Regions from separate parts of the Anser cygnoides genome. Here region 1 is linked to region 2. The links are chromatin contacts, called in public Hi-C maps. All regions are on one chromosome and are shown on one strand. Each heading gives the region's core, a stretch centred on a gene start, on an enhancer-like site or on the middle of the called end of the contact. The rest is flanking DNA. Distances are from core to core; before and after follow the strand shown. Region 1 overlaps RAD51B (RAD51 paralog B). Region 2 overlaps RAD51B (RAD51 paralog B).

Region 1 (3,807 bases), core at 286-2,785, 65 kb before region 2:
AGATCTGGCACTGACCAAGAAAATAATTCTTGTGTAGTTAAGATATACCAGACCAGGATGAAAAATGCAGTATTTAGCTAACGAGAACCAGTGTACAAATACTGATTGAAATACAGTTATCTTTATACCAGTCTGTGAATACACTGGTGTCCAGACAAAGAAATTCCTTAAATATAACTACATTTAGTCTTTCACGGTTTTTAAGTTAGATTCATGCAAAAGTGAGCATACAGAAATTCCTAGCTGGTTCTGAGCCGACCTTCCAACACAAGAGTAAGGAGTGCCGTGCCATTGGAGGAATCATCTCCCAGAAGAGGTATAAAGTTGAGATCCAAATTCCTACACCTGGTTTAAGAAAAGAGCCCTTGGAAGTTCTGCAAAGACATTATTGTTAGTGCTCTGGACAAACGTAAATGCATTGTCATTTCTACCAGCTGGGCAGCTAGTTTCTATGGAAAAGGACTGCAAACAGTGTGCATTCAGTGCCTAGGTGCCTATGCAACAATGCAATTGTCATACAAGAATTACAATACAGCTATAAAATGTCAGTTAAGTCAGGCAATCCCAATAGCAAATTCAAGCTGGGCAGCCAAAGCACCACTTGACACAGTACTTTATTCTGCTTCAAAGCTCCATTCTTTTCAAATTCTTTCTAACATGTCTAATGAAACAGGCAGTCCAATGTGCTCAGAAGGTCATCGGTTTCTACCCGGAGCACCTCCAAAATTTAACAGGGCCTTGATTCCATTGCCAGTGTAATTTTGTTCTTTTTACTGGGTCTCGATCAAGTTGCATTCATGAGAACTGCAGGCTAGGTCAACATGTACCTCGAGGCTGTCTGGATTCTGTTAAGCCAGGCTTTTTGACCAGATCCTCTTCTCCCTCTCTTACAAAACACTCAGCAGAAAAATAAAATAAAATCTCTCTCTTCTACAAAATTAAAATAATTAAAATAAATTCCTTTTATCTCTCTAATTAAGTACCATCCTGTATTTAGTCAGTTGACAGCACCAAAGAATGATTTTTCTGTATTCCACAATATCATCCTCCCTCCCTGGATCTATTCAAAGCCTCTTGTACATATTTAATCACTCCTAGCCAGGCCTGGCTAATGAAATGCAGGGCCTTGCCCTGACCTGACCTTGCTATTTCTATTTTGGCTCAGCACATCCTCTGCTAGTTGGTTAAAAAAAAAAAAGTTGTTTCTCTCCTCTCTTGGACTTAAAGGTCCTGTTACTGGCAGGGGGTATGGTCAAGGACACTGCTGAATACAGAATGAATGACTGAATGATTGTGAACACTGATTTGCAAAACTCCTGCAAGCCCGGAAAGGACCACAACAACTTAAGCACAAAGGTTTTTTTCCCCCTTTTTCTCTTTGGCTGGCAAGGACTGGTGGTCACTGTTCAACTACAGTGAATGGCTTATGGCTAGAAAATTCTGTAAGAAAAATGGACTGCTCAAATTGTTTGCAGCACTCTTTCATAAAGCACTGGTATTCATTCTATGGTTTTGGGCACTTATTGTAACTAGAGATGTTCTTGGTTTTCCCCTTCTGCCCTTTCTATTTGCCAATACTGCAATTTAAAATCTATTTTCCCTTTCTGAGAGCTCATAAAGAAGTGTGATCCCATTTATGACCACTTAGGAAACACTGGATATTGGGTTAGCCCTTTTGTCACATGATGTCGGTTGTAGGAATTCATCAACATGCCAATCAGAAGTCAGGAGTGTTTCCAGTGTACAACTGAACAACATTTACACGGTGATTCATGTGGTCTCTTTAAGCTGAGTTTGTTTTCAAATGGTTTATGATTTTGTTGGCCATGAGTTTTGGTGTTGTTTGACATACTGAGTTGCTGGACGAACCATAAACCACATGTGAAGTCAGAAAGGGCATGGGACATCTTTTTATTCTTTGCGTGTAAGCAGCGCCTTACATTGTGGGGCTCTGGATACTGAACAGGGGTCCCAGATGTTATTACCAAACAACCAACAACAGCACAAAGTTCTGTAGGTAGTCTGTCTGTCAGAAAAATCAGGCTCAGTATCTCAATTCTTCGTTGTTCCTCCAATTATATATCAATGGAGTCAAGCCAGAGAAAACAGTGGTAAATAAGACGAAGATGCCTTTAGCTAGCTATCCAAAAATAATGCCCTATGTCCCGTGGGGCACTGTCAGCTAAGGACCAGGGACATATATCACATTTCTAATGGCCAGAATCAGTTTAACAGGTCCTTATGAGCTCTTCTGCATGCACTGGAACTGAGATAAAGAGAGTTAGATCTCCATTTATAAGTCCAGTCTTTTGTCAGCTCAACTAAAACAAACAGGTTCAAGTTGTGACATCCTGTTGAATAGAAGCAAGTAGGACTTTAAGGCACTGCTTGAAAGAAGAAATGCTAAAATCATGTTTGCAGTCAGCAGAGTCAAATAATACAGCTGTGTCGCCTTCCCCCTAATGCTGTTTATCATGTTCTTTTGTAGTCTGGTTTTCTACACAGACAACACTTTTGCAATCACATTCTGTATCCCAGTCTATATAACCTTTTCAGCCATTGATTGCTTTCAGCCAAGTCTGAAAAAGGTAGGGGTCCTCAAACATCTGTGAGGTCACAGAAAATGAGTGAAAATAGATGACTGAGTAGAGAAGAGAGTTCCTGTAGATGTTATTAGACTGCCTGAAATCCAGAGAGAGGACTTCTCAGCATGCCAAGTGCAGCAGAATTTGTAGATGTAGTCAACCAACCACAAAGTACAGGTCTGTACAGACTTCTGACTTCCTTTAGTCGATGCCCTGTGGGGTTAGATGAGCACCAGAACTAATGCAGAAGTTGGCCTTCAGTTGGCCATCTGCTGGTGACCATAAGTTGTGAGATCAGCAGTAGTGAAACCTGACTATGGCCTTACGAGGCCCCAGTCAAACGTCTGCACTTGCTAGGCCTCACCCAGCAGGAGAGCTCCTTGGTGGCATGCACCAGGCAACAAACACTACTTAGGCCAACTCTAAGCAAGTACCAAACTGTCATTAAACCAAAGGCAAAGGCAACATTCAGCCACTTTTTTCCCCTCTGCCACCTTTCCAAGCAGATTTTTGACCTACCCTAGGACCCAGCCCCACTGCAGTTGTACAAAATGGAGTGAAACACACAACACATTGTAGAACAAGTACTCTCAGATTAACTGTGTCTTTTTTTTTTTTTTTCCTTTTTTGGTGTGTGTGTGTATTACACAGCCTGCTGTGGGCATTTTTGTAATGATTTTACGCTACAGACATCGAGATTTTTAAGAGCTGAATCTCTCTTTGTAGGCTGTTCCTGAAGTTTGGCACAGTTGGAGAATGCTACCTTGGGGTGCTCCTTCCCTGTGAGCTCTGACGGGATGTTGCAGTTAAGCCGCATCCACAGAGCTAAAACCACAGAATTTAAAAACAGCTGTGAAATCCAACTGTGTCTGATCTGCCTTGGTGTTTGGCCTGTCTCTGTGGGGCCAAATTTGTTTAACTCAAAGTAAAAATATGAGTTAGCACAATTCACTAGACGAGGCAAAAGCATTTTTGGAAGATTTTTTTCAACCCACTTGTAACAAACAAATTTGGGCCACTACCTACACATGCCAGAAAAAATGTTTATCTTGCTTAGCCAAAATTGAGCAAAATAGATTTTTTTGGCAGCATGGACAAAGCTTTAGGCCTGACTTTTTCAGGTCCCCTCCTAATTCCAGTTTTCCATTCCCCACCCTTCAGAGTTCCTCAGAAGATTCTCTATCCTTGATGGCCTTTCAGTTTGGGTACTGTCATTTTATTT
Region 2 (3,757 bases), core at 800-3,299:
AGTAAGTTAGTTTTAAGTGAGCACTGAAGTCTGCCTTGGGAAATACATTCTGCTAAGGAGCCACAGAGGATGTTGTGATGCTGCAGCCAGCCCACTGCCAGCACGCGAGTTAGCTTGATTAACTGCCTGATTAACTTAGCACTGCCATTCAGCCACTGGACCTTTCTCAAAATACTTCGCATAGACTAAAAAGCCTTCGCAAACAACAATTTTTGATCACAGCCTCACTCCCTGCATTTGAACTGGTGAACGAAGTTATCTGTCCTTTATACTCCCAGGATTATTTCAGCACTGGTTCTCTTTCAGGAGTGTTTTCAAATCTCAGCGAGTGACAATTTCCTGATGTAGATGGTTGAAAATCTCCAGTCATTAAGAGTTCAGGGTGGGGATGTTAACCACAAGGGCTACGTTTAACGATCTCGAATTTACGATTTCTTGTACGCAAACTGAGTAAACTGCTTTAATTTGCATTACGATGACGGTCATTTCTCTGAAAATTTAGCCTTTGGTGTTCTTAACACTGGTCACGTAATTAACAGTTAAAACAATTCCCTCTAGGTGTAAATAAAAACAACAAGCGTACTTGGATCATCAGCCAAAGTTGTCAAAAACGAAATTCCAGGATGAGACAATTCCCTTTCAGCCTGCAACATGGAAACAGAGGTCAGCCAAACATTCGGGGGCTAGAGATGATGGTTTGCAAATTACAGCTGTTCACATCTGGAGTTCAGATTTGGCCAAACTCCTAATATTATCCATCACAAAACCTAAACTGAAAGAATGTTTTGGTTGTATGATGAGGAACATAAAAGTTAGGAAACATTAAATGTAAAAAACGGTACGTGTGACTAACTCTGCCTAGCAAATGCAGAGTGAGGGACCCGGTTATTTCTCGCAACAAACAGCATCAGGGCTGACTGTGGTGTTTCTGTGAATAGGGAACCACGTTTCTGTATTTGCCAGTGTACCTCTCACCGGCTGCATCTGTTTCTTAGCGTAGAGGGATCCATGACGCGAGCTGAGGGCTGTGACAGTGGCCTGAAGAAGTGCTTTTGGGGCTGGCCTGGCAACCCTTCCACACCTAGCGGGCAGGGACAGCCGAGTGCTTGGAGTACCTTCACCACATAGGCCAACCGGGCACTTCTGTACTTCTTTATTACACAGCTGCTACACTCCCACAAAATGCCTTCCCTCCCATTATAAGATAACGACAAAAAATTTTAGTACCTGCACAGCCCACAGTGGCTCACTGTTCAGAACGGATTCATTTACAAAGCTGAAAAATCATGCGTGTGTGCATACTTATACACGGAGCGAGGCAGTAACATGGAGGATGTTAAAATGAACGAGGATTACAAGGGTCTGGCTTCCCTCCCTGATTGACCCGGACCTTCCAGGAGCCTCCCAGCCAGCCAGCCCCTTTCTTCACGTCGCAGGTCCCGTCCCGGCCCTGAGGAGGTATATTCTTTTTTCTTCATCTCATTCTCAATAAGCAATGACTCACTTTATCTCAAACTAACCAAATAAATTCAATTTTGGACAGCCACCAGGACTGGAAAATTTCATCCTGATAAGCTGTTCTGCCTGGACACAGAGGGGTAGAAGGGAAACAGTTATATGGCCTTAACTATAGGAGGTTCCTTCCGCTCCTGCTATAATGCAAACTATTTTGAGACTTGCCAAGTTTGTGCTGTAGGCTGCATCAGGCATCAACAGGACACCGAAGTGCTCTGTGGAGAATAACGCATAAATCCAAAATGATCTTTTGCTGCAGTGACTCTTCTCTCCTGAGATGTATTACATTTTTTAAAGTCAGTGAAAAAAAAAAAAAGCAAAATATCACTTTTAACGCTTGGACTACAAAATGGTTGAATCCTCCAGGGGCCAGGCAGGGCCAGAAACAACTTTTTTTTCCCCTTTTTCCCAGATTTGGGGGTGGGGGGGAGGGCAAGGGGAAAGGGAGAGAGCAAAGAGTGCTTGGTTTCAAATAGCAACATTGTCCAAAAGGGTGAAAGGGAACAGATGGCCGTGGAGAATGCAGCCTCAAAGCGCCAAAGAAAAGGGCTATTTTGACAGATCTTGCTGTTTCCTATTCAAGCATGAACACTCTGGCATGGAGAGTTAAGACGATACAAGGAACAACCTCTGTTCCCAGCAACTGACTATGGGCAACTGGCCTCTGAAGCTCTGAGAAAAACAACATGAGACAGACAGACAAACAGATATGGCAGCAAGCCCAGATCTCAGCCACCGGGGGGGGGGGGGGCGAGGGGCAAAAAAAAAAAAAAAAAAAAAAAAAAAAAAAAAAGCAGAAAGGCTAGAAACAGCTGCCTTTTCCTGGCTCCAGCGCAGAGCATTAGAAAGAGCCTGTCCAGCCTTTCTCATCTTCCTTTTCAGTGAAACTTCTTGGAGGGGTCACCCTCAAGCTGTTGGTCTTTGCCCTGAGGGGAGGTGAAAAAGAGGACAGATCACAACTCGTCTAGCTCAATGAAACCTGCTTCCTTTAATCACAAAGACCTCCCTCCAGCCAGCTAAGAGGAACTTTAAATGTAAAAAAGCATAATTAATTCTAGAGTTTTGCATGCAAAAAGGTTGAGAAATTTAAAGTTGTGGCTCCCACAGTACGCGTAATTTGTTTGCACAGTGTACAGCAGCGAGCCATTATATCCGAGGGCAGGGAGAATTGTACTCGCTGTGGGAAACACGGCTAATGTATGTCCTGACTTCTTCTATCCGTCCTAATCGGGAGAACGCACCCACAGCTGTTTCGTTCGCTGTTTCTGTGCATCTACCAGCAGCCGCAGGCTGCAGTTTTGAAGGTCTGCTTCCCATCCATCCCCAAAACGTGGAGTGAGATCAATCCACAAAGTGCAGCCAGGCTTCACTGTTTCCAAAGTCAGTCAAACGAGAGGAATGAAACCGGCTGCGTGAATTTCTTTCTGATTTATATATCATTTTCATTTTTTTTTTTAGAACAAAGCCTGCTAACACTGCTTTCCAGCCTATACCTGTCTGTGGGCAATGCCACCACACATCACCTTCCCCTCGTGCTGTGATGGGACCGCAGCAGTGGCAGCTTCGTGCAGCAGCTGGGGTGAGGAAGAGGGGGGTAAACATTAACCATCCTCACAGCTCTTCCCTGAGGCGGGGAAGTAGCTATCATCCCAATTTTACTGTCCCCCTTTTCAAAAATCATTGAAGGAAAAAGATAATAAAGAATCGTGGGTGTTCGCATGCCAGAACTGAGAATGGAGAAATGCAAATGCAACATACTGATCCTATCTGGGCCTTTGTTCCCTCATCTGTGAAACAGCATTTGTTAACTTTGGTCAATAAATAGTAAATGTGTACAAAAACAGACACCGGCTACAAATCACCTTGAAATCCTCAGGCTCTAAAGGAATCCATATTATTACCAAAACCTTGGCTTTCTACAACAGGTAAATAGTTTTTTGTTTGTTTGTTTGCTTTGTTTCCACAAAGGATAGTCAATAAACCCATTATTAGCTGTAATTGTTAATTTATAACTAAATAGATAGGATCTGACTATTAGAAGTAGTCAGACAATAAATAAAGTACCTTATTTAGGCTAAATCAGATAAAATCTCTCTTTTCTTATAATCATGAGCTTCCTGAGCAGAAAAACTGCTTCAGGCTATATTTACTAAGGGAATCTAAAACGTCGATTATTGACCAACTATTAATTAATATTGAACTTGTTAATTTGCCTTTCTTCCCTTAGTTCCTTGAATAAAGT

The links. A called contact is a pair of places that touch in the nucleus more often than the background predicts.
Region 1: a Hi-C map of liver shows a contact between it and region 2, with 3 times the contacts expected there. The contact joins two enhancer-like sites. A contact is called at or near these places in 2 of 7 Hi-C or Micro-C datasets (granulosa cells and liver).

What each region holds. Positions count from the first base shown.
Region 1 is chr5:29,147,584-29,151,390 of Taihu_goose_T2T_genome, reverse strand. The region is part of intron 10 of RAD51B (RAD51 paralog B); the gene reads right to left. Among named protein-coding and RNA genes, the nearest start is that of ZFP36L1, 150 kb to the left of the region's middle. Within about 2 kb of position 1,535, at least 1 of the 3 cell types and tissues checked has open chromatin away from gene starts, as enhancers often do. A contact at or near this core is called in liver, where this site is marked.
Region 2 is chr5:29,082,908-29,086,664 of Taihu_goose_T2T_genome, reverse strand. All of the region lies in intron 8 of RAD51B (RAD51 paralog B), which reads right to left. It overlaps LOC136791005 (a long non-coding RNA gene), which reads left to right. Exons shown (of 3, transcript XR_010832058.1): 3 at 559-2,271. Among named protein-coding and RNA genes, the nearest start is that of ZFP36L1, 210 kb to the left of the region's middle. Within about 2 kb of position 2,049, at least 1 of the 3 cell types and tissues checked has open chromatin away from gene starts, as enhancers often do. A contact at or near this core is called in liver, where this site is marked.